Regions from separate parts of the Gossypium hirsutum genome. Here region 2 is linked to region 1. Evidence: chromatin contacts called from public Hi-C data. All regions are on one chromosome and are shown on one strand. Each heading gives the region's core, a stretch centred on a gene start, on an enhancer-like site or on the middle of the called end of the contact. The rest is flanking DNA. Distances are from core to core; before and after follow the strand shown.

The links. A called contact is a pair of places that touch in the nucleus more often than the background predicts.
Region 2: a Hi-C map of leaf shows a contact between it and region 1, with 2.7 times the contacts expected there. The contact joins the promoter of LOC107935234 here to the enhancer-like site in region 1. A contact is called at or near these places in 13 of 34 Hi-C or Micro-C datasets (anther, hypocotyl, leaf and 2 more).

The regions. Positions count from the first base shown.
Region 1 is chrD11:52,698,133-52,701,414 of Gossypium_hirsutum_v2.1, reverse strand. No RefSeq gene overlaps it. Among protein-coding and RNA genes, the nearest start is that of LOC121223104, 32 kb to the left of the region's middle. Within about 2 kb of position 1,929, at least 9 of the 9 cell types and tissues checked have an H3K27ac peak or open chromatin away from gene starts, as enhancers often do. A contact at or near this core is called in hypocotyl and leaf, where this site is marked.
Region 2 is chrD11:52,778,902-52,782,244 of Gossypium_hirsutum_v2.1, reverse strand. LOC107935234 (importin-5) reads right to left here and starts at 1,591. Exons shown (of 20, transcript XM_016867806.2): 1 at 106-1,591. The coding sequence starts at 1,350.

The DNA of each region.
Region 1 (3,282 bases), core at 680-3,179:
AAATAATCCAATAGAGAGTAGTGAGATCTAAACCTGTACTTAAAAACTTTCATTTTAATATTTGTTGTTTCTCCAGTTTAGGGGATAGACACTATTATCTCACAAAGTTGTATTTGATCTACCGAAGAACACATTGGCGTGTCCAATTAAGTAGTGAGTTGGATCCCGTCAAGGGAAATAGTAATCGGATCTAAACGACTTGCACGGTTGAGGTCGTTGGTTCAAGCTGCGCCCTTCTAGTTCGCATGGTTATCAGAGAGCTAAATTGCGTATGCATGTTTCGTGCTTGTTCATTTAGTAAAGTTTAGTGGTGGTCTGTAACACACAATACTCGACCCAATCATCAGCTCTGAGCTATAAGGTGCCACATTTGTTGTCGGAGCAACTACAATCAAATTTAATACAATTCACATAATTGAACATACAAACACAAAGGTTATAAGCAAATAACACAATAAATAGTCTTTCCCGAGTCTTTTACAAGCTTAGAAAGCTCAAGACTATCTCGAGGTCAAACTAGGACTAAATTGAAAATTTTCAAAGTATATCAAGTGAGAATCACGATATCCAAGGCTTGGAATCGCAATTTCAAAGATAGTAACCAATCTTCAAAGTGTATTAGATGGGTATCGCAATATCCAGGGCATGGTATCGCGATTTCGAAGACAATAGCCAAACTTCCCAACTTGAGGACCAAATTGAAATGTTTACAAAATAAAATAGGATTGATATCGCAATAACGTGGGTACGGTAACGCAATATCATGAACAGACCACTAAGTCACTGTACTTGGCTAGAATACACATTTTTTGTACCTAAATCAAGGTTTCCAATCAAGACTAACACACGATCTTCAATTTACCTATTCAATTTGCATCAAAACATACCACATAAATTCAGACATCCATCTACAACTTCTTATCAAGACATTAAACACTTAAACAACAATTAATATTTACATTTCATACTATGAATTATTCACCAACCAAGTCATTAATGCTAATTAGAACATGTATGCCATATTCAACAATATTTTAATTGCTTCATCACCTAAAAGTTAACTTCTATTGCAAATCAATTATAACATAAACATTTAAACCTACTTCACTAGGATTGTAAAATCCTGAAAACGGGGTTAGAAGGATTAAGGTTCGTAGGTGAGCCAGTGGTGTCGTTGTATGAGTTTAAGTGTCAGTTTTTTGTATGAGTTTAATAGAAATTATTTTAAGAAGACTATAAACAAGAGGAAAGCTGTCTGTAAAAGTGGTGATAGACTCAGATTGACTCTCGCGGTAAGCCAAGGGTACAGGCGGAGTAGGGTCCCTCTTAGAAGTAATTGGAATCTTGCTTCTTCTACGACGAATCAACTTACTGCCACTACCCTTCTCTATACTACAAGAGTCCCCATCATTCCTCAGCCTCTTACGGTTGTTATCACCTACTTGCACCCTCGCATCAGTATCATCAATGGCCTTCAAAACCCTCTCCATGATGGCATCAACATCTATGTCGTTTTAAATCTGAGAAGGAGTGGACGATTGAGCAAAACTTGCAAAAGAAAAATCAGGATCAACCATACGAGGAACAAAATTCTTTATCTAAGGGACTCACCCTCAACCCTTGTAGAGGGAATGGACTAGGGGCGTATGCATAGCCTATAGTAAAAATAAAATAAGTTTAAAGGTTCCTCCTTCCTCTCGACCAAAACAACGGGTAAGTCATGAGAAGCCTTGTAGGGCCACACTACATCTGAAGGGCGTGAGACTTGAGAAATGACCTCAGAAATATTTACTAAAGGCTTGTAACCATTGGGCCTATGAATATCTAAGAAAAAATGGAAACATTTCTCGCAGTAATAAGATCCTCAAATACAAGAGAGCGGCCCACCTTCAAGCAGTAGAACTAAACCTTCGTAGTCTCATTATCCAGTTACTACATACGAGTACAAACATGGTCTAGAGGAATAGACCATTGGGTCGGGACCCAAACCCACCCCTTAGCTTATACCTCACTCTACTAAATTTGTTTATATTCAGGTGAATGTGAGAAGCCCAGTTTTTAATTATGGGCTCATACCCTTGACAAGTGCTAAAATGGGCCAAAAGGCTCCTCGAGAAGTTACCTTTAACTAACATAATTAATGGAAAATGCCAAGAAGGGGTGGCTCGCCCCTTAAGCTACAATTGATGAAATAGGCAACCAAGGTCCACTAAGAAAAGCCAGTAAGTTGCTCAGGTGTGATCCCATACTCATCAAGATCAACGCAAAAGAAAGAAATAAAGGGGAGATGAAACTCGACCTCGATAGATGAAGCGAAAGAATGATGTTATTGGAGCTGTCGCTCCATCGACACTCGCCTTAAACAAGGTTGCAATCATAGGAAAAATCAGGAAGCTGAATTCCTCAGATGTTATTCTAATGGACCATTTCCCCAAGGATGTAGTACAACGAAATGGGAAGGTCTTCACTGGAGTATGTATTCCATAGGAACTAGGCCCAACCCCATCACGCTGATCCTTACCACCACGACCCTTCTTACTACCATTACTGTGGTGGATGACCCCCTCATGATGAATAAGTTTAATCCTAACCATTTTGCGAATAATGAAAAGAAATGAAAAGAAAAAGAGAAGGCCTTTAGAAATTACCTGAAAAACCTATTAGGGACAGTCAAGGAAAGAAGAAAGTAAAATCAGATGTGGGAAATAGAGAAGTATAACCGAAGGAAAATTTAGAGTAACTTAATCGAAAAGGAAGAGATGTGAAATTTCAAACAAGACACCTTCTTACTTCACGCCTCAATTTAAATAGTCAAATGTACAAGGGAAGTTTGGTTGAAATAACTCAGACGATACAAATTCCCAAACTTGGTGGGTGACACCTGTAAAAAGGGGATGGGTTTCTTCTTGAATCTCTTAATAATTAGGAAAAGTGGGAATGTCCACCAGAGCCAAACATTTATTAAGTATCCGCAAGAAGTAATAAATGCTCAAATAGACTCAGTCTAGTGAATCTGATGTAGTGTACACTAAATGCTCCACCAGGAAGGCCAAGAAATAACTTTTTAACGGATGGCCTCTACTCGTGAAAAGTCTGGATCTTCCATTCAGGAAGAGTGGTTTAAAATGTTGGGAATAGGCTAGACCACCTAGGTGAATAGGGAAGTTAGCCTCTAATTGGTTATCCTAGGAAGGACAATTACCTAGAGACTGCTTTAGATTGACCCTGAGCAAAAATTTCGAGGGTGAAATTTTCTTTTACGGTGAGGGAGTTATCACACCC
Region 2 (3,343 bases), core at 342-2,841, 81 kb before region 1:
TATTATATAGGTAGCAAGAAGTGACATGCAAGCTCCAAATAGAATAAACATACACAGTGCATTAAATATGATCAAACTGTTAATTTGGAACTTCAAAATTCAAACCTTGGAACAACCCTCAGCAATCTGAGCAAGTGCAATGAGAGCAGCATGTCGTTTCTGCCACTCTGAAGCAGCCAAAAACACCGGAAACAATTCTGAAGCCACTGGTACAACAGTATTCCCTCCTAATGAAATCGACAATCTATCCAAACACTCCTGACCAACCCCATAATTACTTGTTTCCCCAGCATCCTCATCCTCACTCTCTGCATTATACCAATCCGGTTCATCTTCAATGTCCACCAATAGATTCATCAACACCCAAAATAACCTCCTTATGAATTGTGGTAACTTCCTCATCATCCCCGGAGCCCTCTCTCTCGCCTCTGCTAACGTAATTATAAATTCAATGGCTAAATGGCGTGTTCCTTCTTCTAAACTCTCCGCCTCAGCAATTTGTAACATCGATCCTACTACTTCCATTATTTGCCTCCTTAGAAACCTCGGCTCAGTCCCGGCTAACTCAATTAACAATTCCAAAGCCTCTTGAGCTGTGGCTTCTAATCCAGAGTTCAACGCCTCGGTCAACGTCTGCATCATCAACGGCAACAAATCTTGGAAAGCGTCCCGATCTTTGGGGTTTGAAATACATTGAATGAAACTGACTGAGGCGCTTAAAGCTGCGATTCGTACGTCGCAACTTGACGGATTTGATAAACAATTGAAGAAGACGGAATGGAGAGTGTTTAAATGAGGGATTAGGGTTTCCGTTGTTTCTCCGACGTTTTGAGCTAATCGAGAGAAAATCAAAAGAGCAGATTCTTCGAGGTTGGGATTCTTAGAATTCACACATTGGAAGAGGAATGGCAATAGTTCCGGCCAGCCTCTAGTAGCAACGACGGAAGAAGCGAGATCGGAAATTGTATCGCAGAGTTTTTTTACGTTAGCTTTTGATTGTTCTGTTTGGAGGGAGGATAAAAGCGAGGCTTTGATGGCGGCGCGTGTGGATTCAGCCAGGAGAGGAAAGAGAAAGGAGTAATCAGCGGCGGGAGTTAGGATTTTACGGAGGAGGACGGCAGAGAGGGCTCGGAGTTCGGGGCGAGGGGATGAGGATAAGACACGGGAGAGAGCGAGGGAGAGAGAGTCGGGGTGAGTTTGTTTGGCAAGGTGGAAGAGTGACTCGGCCTGGGAACGTTGGTCGTTGGAGGAAGACATGAGGTGGGAGATTAGGGTTTCGAAGTGAGTCGAATCGGGGCCCAAGATGTGGGCGAGTTGAGCGAGTTGGAGCTGAGTTTGATCGGTGGCCATGGGCGAGTTTCAGGGTTTTAGGAGATAGAATTTGTTTTTGTTATTTGGGGTTTTTTGTATTTGTGGCGCCTCCCCAATCCCAATATAACGAAAGGAAAGAAGAAATAAAGAAGAAGATACGAATTTTAAGGCAGGGTTTGCGAGAGCGAGTGCGAGTGTTTTAAACGAAACCAAAAGTTGTCGGTCCATTTCTTCTTCATGCCTCTCTACTCGTACACATTTTCATTTTACTCACTTTTCCTTTTAATTCCAAATATTCATTCTGATTTAATAATTAAATTTTATTTTATGAATTTTTTAAAATGTTCCCTCTACTCTTTTGAAATTTAAAATTTAGTCTCTATAATTTTGAGACATTAAGTCCTGTATTTTTTTAAATTTTAAATTCTTGGTCCTTTTGTCTAATTTTGTTCTTAAAGTTACGAACGTAGCAGTCAAAAATTGATCAAATAACCTATTTTTCATTTTTAAATAAAACATAAAAAATTAAATATATAATTCTTAAAAGAATTCAAAAATTTTGAAAAAAAAGAAATATTTAAAATTAAAAATATTAAAATTAATTTTAAATTTAAAAAAATTATGTTATTTACTCCTTAAATGGTAATAAGAGGTTTTCATGGGCCTTGTAATAGCCAAACCGATTCGCTTGACTCGTTTTTGAGACACACTTGGCTAGGGCTAGCTTGACTTGGCTCGTTTTATTGTTTAAAATGATAAAAATATAAAAATTTATATTGATAGTTTAGGTACCAAATTAGACATTTTTAAATTACAAGTACTATATTGGACATTTTATGAAATACATGTATAATAATAAAATACGTATTAATAATTCAGTTATCACATTGAACATTTCTAAATTACAAGTACTACATTGGACATTTCCAAATTACAAGTACCACATTGGATATTTTCGAAATAGAAGTACCATATTAAACATTTTATGAAAGTACAGTACCAAATGTGATATCATCCCTAATTTTATCGCACTTGCCAATTTTTAACTAAAAAAATCCAAAAGGTTTAAGAGATTTTTTTAAGGGCAGAGTAATTTGGATAATGAAGTGTAGCTTAGGTATCACTTTAAGAACCATTAGGAAAATTAGTATAATTTCAATACTATTTTGTGATTTAAACTTTTTTATTTTTTTATTTTTCATTTTTTTCTCACGTATTTGTCTCAATTCATTTGGATCCGATGCCTAAAAAGGATAATAAAATTTTTAATTTAGTAGTGTGATACATTAATATGGTATAATTAATAGAAGGGTCCATTCTTTTTAAAATTATATTTCAATCAGTCAACTTTCAAAAGTTACATAATAGTCACTAATATTATCGAATTGTTACATTTTTGTCACTTGTCCGTCTCTTAACGTGGCACGTTAATTTAAATATTTAATTACGAATTTGGTCCTTGAACTATAACTAAAATATCATTTTTCTTAAAAAATTCTTAACAATAATTCTAAAAAGAACTAACAAAATGTTAACAAACAAACAAATAAAGTATAAATTTTAATGTTTTTAATTATTTTATAATTTCTTTATTTGCTTGTTAAGATTTTTTTTAGTTCTTTTTAGAATTATTGTTAAGATTTAAAAAAAACAAAATGACATTTTTATTATAGTTTAGGGACCAAATTAGTAATTAACCATTTAAATTAGAGTGCCACATCAACCTTGTAACAGTAGTTAACAGACAAGTTATAAAAATGTAACAATTTGATAATTGTTATATAACTTTTGAAAGTTGGGTGACTAAAATACAATTTTAAATAAAGTTTAGGAACAATTAGATATAGTTTACCAAAAGAAATTAACTTCTAAATCTTAAGAAGCCAAAGTTCTAAAAATATTACCCACCAATCAGAATTTTTACAGAAAAATATCAAGTTCACATTAGAAAAAAAATTTACCATTATTATTTATGTAACTTTTAAAATTATCTAGTCCTTTTTAAAAATATTATTATTTCTCAAACATTTAT